2 separate regions of the Hordeum vulgare genome follow, and region 1 is linked to region 2. A link is a contact called in public Hi-C data. All regions are on one chromosome and are shown on one strand. Each heading gives the region's core, a stretch centred on a gene start, on an enhancer-like site or on the middle of the called end of the contact. The rest is flanking DNA. Distances are from core to core; before and after follow the strand shown.

The links. A called contact is a pair of places that touch in the nucleus more often than the background predicts.
Region 1: a Hi-C map of leaf shows a contact between it and region 2, with 2.1 times the contacts expected there. The contact joins the promoter of LOC123445353 here to the promoter of LOC123440786 in region 2. A contact is called at or near these places in 2 of 6 Hi-C or Micro-C datasets (leaf and seedling).

What each region holds. Positions count from the first base shown.
Region 1 is chr3H:583,766,426-583,769,125 of MorexV3_pseudomolecules_assembly, reverse strand. LOC123445353 (autophagy-related protein 18a) reads left to right here and starts at 1,270. Exons shown (of 4, transcript XM_045122322.1): 1 at 1,270-2,380. The coding sequence starts at 1,352.
Region 2 is chr3H:583,486,039-583,488,738 of MorexV3_pseudomolecules_assembly, reverse strand. LOC123440786 (laccase-19) reads right to left here and starts at 1,263. Exons shown (of 2, transcript XM_045117333.1): 1 at 1,089-1,263; 2 at 1-762. The coding sequence starts at 1,193.

The DNA of each region.
Region 1 (2,700 bases), core at 21-2,520, 280 kb before region 2:
TTCTCCTTCTCCGATATCTCCAATCCATTCTAACGACTCTCGCAACCATGTCGAGCTCCGGCAGCCGCTCTGACTCCAACCTCGATGCCGACGATGAGCTGGCCCCCCGCATTGCCCTTGAGAGGTTCAATGTGGACATGAGGGACAATTTTAGATCTGTCGTCTCGCCTCTCCCTCGCTAGCGAAGCGAGGATACCAAGCCTTCCCAGCCCGCGCGCAGCTCCGCGAGGACTACGCAATCCCGCCTCCACATGTTGTCCCTTACCACCGCCGGTTACTGCTCCCCCTCGTGGGGCAGCAGTGGGTGTTTGTGTCCGCCCAGCCAGCCCGGACGCGCTCGCTGGAATCAGGGGAGTGCGCAACCCGCCGCTAGAGGCAACGGGTAAGGGAGCGGGACGCGGCGAAGAAATATGTGTGTCGCTGCCACGAGTTTCGACGAAGCTCGACGAGGATGAGCGGCTCCTTGCTTAGGTCTACCGCCGTTTGCTTACAACGACGGAGGTAGACGCTCGACGGCTCCGTCGGGAGAATGTGAAGGCGCTTCAGCTTGCATTGAGAGTCTGAGCGCGAGGTCAAGGAGAAAGCGACAGAGGCGGCTTAGCTGGCGAAGCTCAAGGGGCAGCAGGACAAGACCATTCGATTGCTCAAAGGGCTCATCTTCCACTCCTTGTTCTCCTCCTTCGATGTTGGCGATCTTTCGATGAACGAAGTGTGCATTTGTATGTTTGTTCTTATGTCATTTTAATAATTTACGTAGTTTTGGGCATTGCATGGTTTAGCATAGATTCAGAAGATCGAATATAAGTTACATGGATGTAAACGACGCGATTTGAGTCCGCGTCCGTTTGAAGGGTCGGATCTAACAAGTCTTGTTGTACTATAGATACTCTAAGAGCATCTATACCTGGACTTGATAAATCCGATCCCTCAAACGTTCGTAGATACTCATCTGTCACGTTTCAAATAATGCATTATACAACTGGGATACGCGTGGCCAACGCTGCCGAGTAAGGTTCAAAAAAGGAAAGAAAAAAAAAACCCACTATGAAGTAGTACGTGCGAGACACTATGGCCCGGACGGCACGAAAGGTACGCGCTGCCTTGCCTCCCCCACCACGCCATCCCTTCCGCCGGTACCGTCACTGCGCAAGCTACTACTCCGTCGGGCGCCCAGGCCCGGCCCAGATGGCGCAGCGGGCCCCACTTCCCAGCGAGAAAAGCGACTCCGTCCTACTCCGGAGTCCGGACCGGACCAGGCGAGGTAGAGCTATCGTGCAGCCCCGACTCTCCTCTCCCCATCCCCAGACCCTGTCCCCCTCCCCTCCAATCCTCCCCGCCCCTCTCCTCTCCCATGGCGACGCCGGCCCTACCAAACCCTAGCCCGCTCCTCGACGACGCGCCGCCGCCCGAGCCCAAGCAGCGGCGGGAGACCAAGGTGTGGAAGCCCAAGGTGCGGGAGCCGGCGGCGGCCGCCGCGCAGGATCCGGACGCGCAGGACGCCGAGGAGCCCGAGCCCGAGCAGGACGAGGGCCCCGAGCCGCCCCCGCTCCTCCCCACCGACGCGATCGAGCCCACCCCGTCCGGCGCCGAGGAGGACGCCGACGCCGACGACTCCTCCTCCGTCTCCTCCGCCCCTGACGCGTCCGCGGGGGGCAAGACGGAGAGGCCGTTCCCGGCGGCCACGGACCTGCTCCACATCTCCTACAACCAGGACTACGGCTGCTTCGCGGCGGGGACCAAGACCGGCTTCCGCATCTACAACTGCGACCCCTTCCGCGAGATCTTCCGCCGCGACCTCGGCCCCTCCCCAGCCGCGCCCGACAACGACCAGGCCCTCCATCAGCCCCCCGTCGCGGGCGTCGGCGGGGGCGGGGGCGGCATCGGCGTCGTCGAGATGCTCTTCCGCTGCAACATACTGGCGCTCGTCGGCGGCGGCGACGCCCCGCACTACCCGCCCAACAAGGTCATGATCTGGGACGACCACCAGAGCCGCTGCATCGGGGAGCTCTCCTTCAAGTCCCCCGTCCGCGGCGTCCGCCTCCGCCGCGACCGCATTGTCGTCGTGCTGGAGAACAAGATATTTGTCTACAACTTTGCCGACCTCAAGCTCGTGCACCAGATTGAGACGGCGCCCAACCCCAAGGGCTTGTGCTCGGTGTCACAGCAGCCCGGGTCTATTGTGCTGGTTTGCCCGGGCGCACAGAAGGGGCAAATCAGGGTCGAGCACTATGGTGCTAGGAAGACCAAGTTTATCAATGCGCACGCCTCCCGTGTCGCCTGCTTCGCATTGTCGCAGGATGGGAGACTCATTGCCACCGCAAGCACTAAGGGGACACTTGTAAGGATCTTCAATGCCGCTGAGGGCAATCTTCTCCAGGAAGTAAGTTTTCTCAACGTACATTCTGTTGATAAATGATAAATGATGGGGAGTATCATATTTGACTCATGCAATCAGATGCTATGCTAGGTTAACTGAAAATGAGTACACCCTCTTACTTGAGAAACTTCTAGATGATACTTTCAATAGCTGTAGGACTAGTCTGTTGAATTGTGCTAGCATGCGCCAACTATGCTAAAAAAAGACTTGGCCCTCCACTGATGCCAGCAGTACCACGCTACTTAGGTCGCTAGAACAACCATTGCAGGCTTAGCTTTACATTTTTAGGTTCTCAGAGGAATACATGTCAATAACCATTGGTT
Region 2 (2,700 bases), core at 14-2,513:
GAGCGCCACCATGTGGTAGTGCGCCGGCGGGGCGTCAGCTGCCATGAGCACGTCGATGGCCTCCCCTGGGGCGACGGACACCATGTCCGTCTTGTACGGCGTCAGGTAGTAGCCGTCGGCGCCCACCACCGTGAACGTGTGGCCTGCGACCTTGAAGTAGTACTCGGAGAAGAGCGCCGTGTTGACGATCCGCAGCAGGTATGTCTCCCCGCGCACCACGTCCAGGACGAAGCTCTCCTCCGGCTTGCCGGAGCAGTTGCTGAGGTCGCCGAGCTTACCGTTGATGGTGGCCGACAGCGGGTTGTCGTCGAAGTTGCCGTCATGCATCCTCCGGTCGAGCTCGACGAGGTCGAGCTCCCACCACTCGCCGATGATGATGGGCACGTCCTTGGCGGGCGTCGGGAACGGGTACTTGCCGGCCTTGGGGCGGATGATGAAGGCGCCGGCAACGGTGGCGCGGAGGCAGGTGACGTGGGCGTGCCACCACAGCGTGCCGACCTGGCCGGTGACGTTGAAGCGGTAGACGTGCTCGCCGCCGGGAGGGATGGGGCATTCGGTGACGAAGCCGGCGCCATCGGACCAGCAGCTCATGATTTGCCGGACGCCGTGCCAGTGGATGGTGAGACCATGAGGGAGACGGTTGACGACGTGGACCACAACCGTGTCGCCGTCGGTCACGTCGATGGTCGGGCCAGGGAGCTGCCCGTTCACCACGTAAATCTTGGTCGTGTTGCACAGGTGCGTCTGGTTCATCTCGTGCACCTGAAAACCATTAATGCATATATATATATTAGTCAAACATACGCCAACTGATTACTCAACACTTAACCACTCCTATATAAAATAATCAACAGGCTATAGATATATATACGGTAGTCAAATACAGTATACGTAAGTGATTAGTCAACAGTTAACTAATCAAGAAACTTGATAGCTAGTGACAGTTGGTAAAAAAAAAACCACACAAGCAAGTTTACTATCGTCACGACTTGGATAAATCGATAGTAAACCTACCGAGAAGTTGTCGATCAAGAACATGCCTTGATGAAATAGATAGATAGATAGATAGATAGGTATTGTATACTCACCACAAAGGTGTGTTCCACGACGGCCGCCTCGCCGCCGGCCGCCGCTGCCAGAGCCGCAAGGACCAAGGCGCAGAACAGGGCTGCCGCCATGGAGAGCTTCTCCATGCTTTCTTGCTCTGCAAACGCAGTGCTATGCCACTCTCGATGGGTAGTTAACTCGCTGCTCAATGGAAGGGTGGTTTGCTAAGCCTGTGTTGTGGCCTATTTATACACTCGAGGGACAAGGCGCCGGAATCCTACGGCCGTTTGCAATCGTTGACTTGACCAGGCTAATCAAACCAAGCGACATGAAATACCATGTTGATATCATGGATCGTGGCACCAGCTAGAGGAGAGGCTTCATAGGAAGACCGTGATGTGAAGGGAGGTTACAGATTAGCATCATTGAAGTGGCCACCTAACATTTCGCCATGAGCAGTTAGTTAGTTAGTTTACTACAAGTACTTGATAATCCAGAGAATGACAAGTCAATCGCGGCTATGTAACTAAGCTAGCTAGAGCCTAGGCGACGAGCCGGCGTGAGAAAGTGCAGTGCGCACTGAGTTATCGCGGGTTCAAAAGACGTTCACGACATCAAATCCCGTTCTATCTTTGCATCCGAGCTCAAATGAGGTCAGGTGAACAGTAAATTCGACATAATATTTTTAAAAAGTTTTTAAAAAACCTAATTTTCTTTTAACAAAGTTTGACAAATGTTTTAAGTGCTCGTAAAATTTCATCATGAAATCACATTTTTGAAAGTTGTGATAAAAAAATAAAATCAAAACTCTAAAAATGCTACTTTCAAAAGCATTTTGGAGCACTTGTTTTTTGCCACCACTTTAAAAAATATGATTTTAAATTAAAATTTTGCAAGCTATTAAAACATTTCTCAAAATTTTCTGTAAAAAAAATCAGTCTTTTCTAAACATTTTTCAAATATTTTCTGAATTTACTGTTCATCCAAGCTCATTTGAGCTCGCGTGTAGAACATCACTTTCCCTGTATAACTTCTATCTCAGGTCAAATAGTGCAAAGTTTGATCAAACTTGTTAAAAAAAAACTACCAACAGCTACAGTATCTAGTATATAAATAAGTGTGTCTAGGGCCCATCTAAATGTAACATAGTTCTTACATATCTAAATGATTGAATCAAACATGAAAAGAAAACACCAATACAAATCTTCGTGCAAGATTAATGATATAGGTCTTAGATTTTTTTGGAAAATGAGGTTAAAATCCCCGACCTCTGCATCAATCGATGCATACAACCATCTTTATTTATTATTCAACATTGTTCTAACAGGAACATACATCAAGCCACCGGAATCCACCTCTCACACCTATAAAACTGGATAATATGGAGTGCTCTCACTCCTCATGTCTAAAACCGATGCTTTCGCTGATCCATCAACATAATATCAGATCTGACCGGAGGCGCCGCCGACCAGTCAACCATGGACACATCTCCTCCTGATCTGCCCTCCCCACAAAGCCGCCGGAGCAGCACCGTACCGCCGAGAAAGGCGAAGACCGAAGGGCGATCTCGCACCGTCGGTCCCTCCAGACCGTGGGGCTGCAACCTAGACCCCGCCGTCCCCATCACCGACGGTGCCCGGGCTTAGGCGGTGC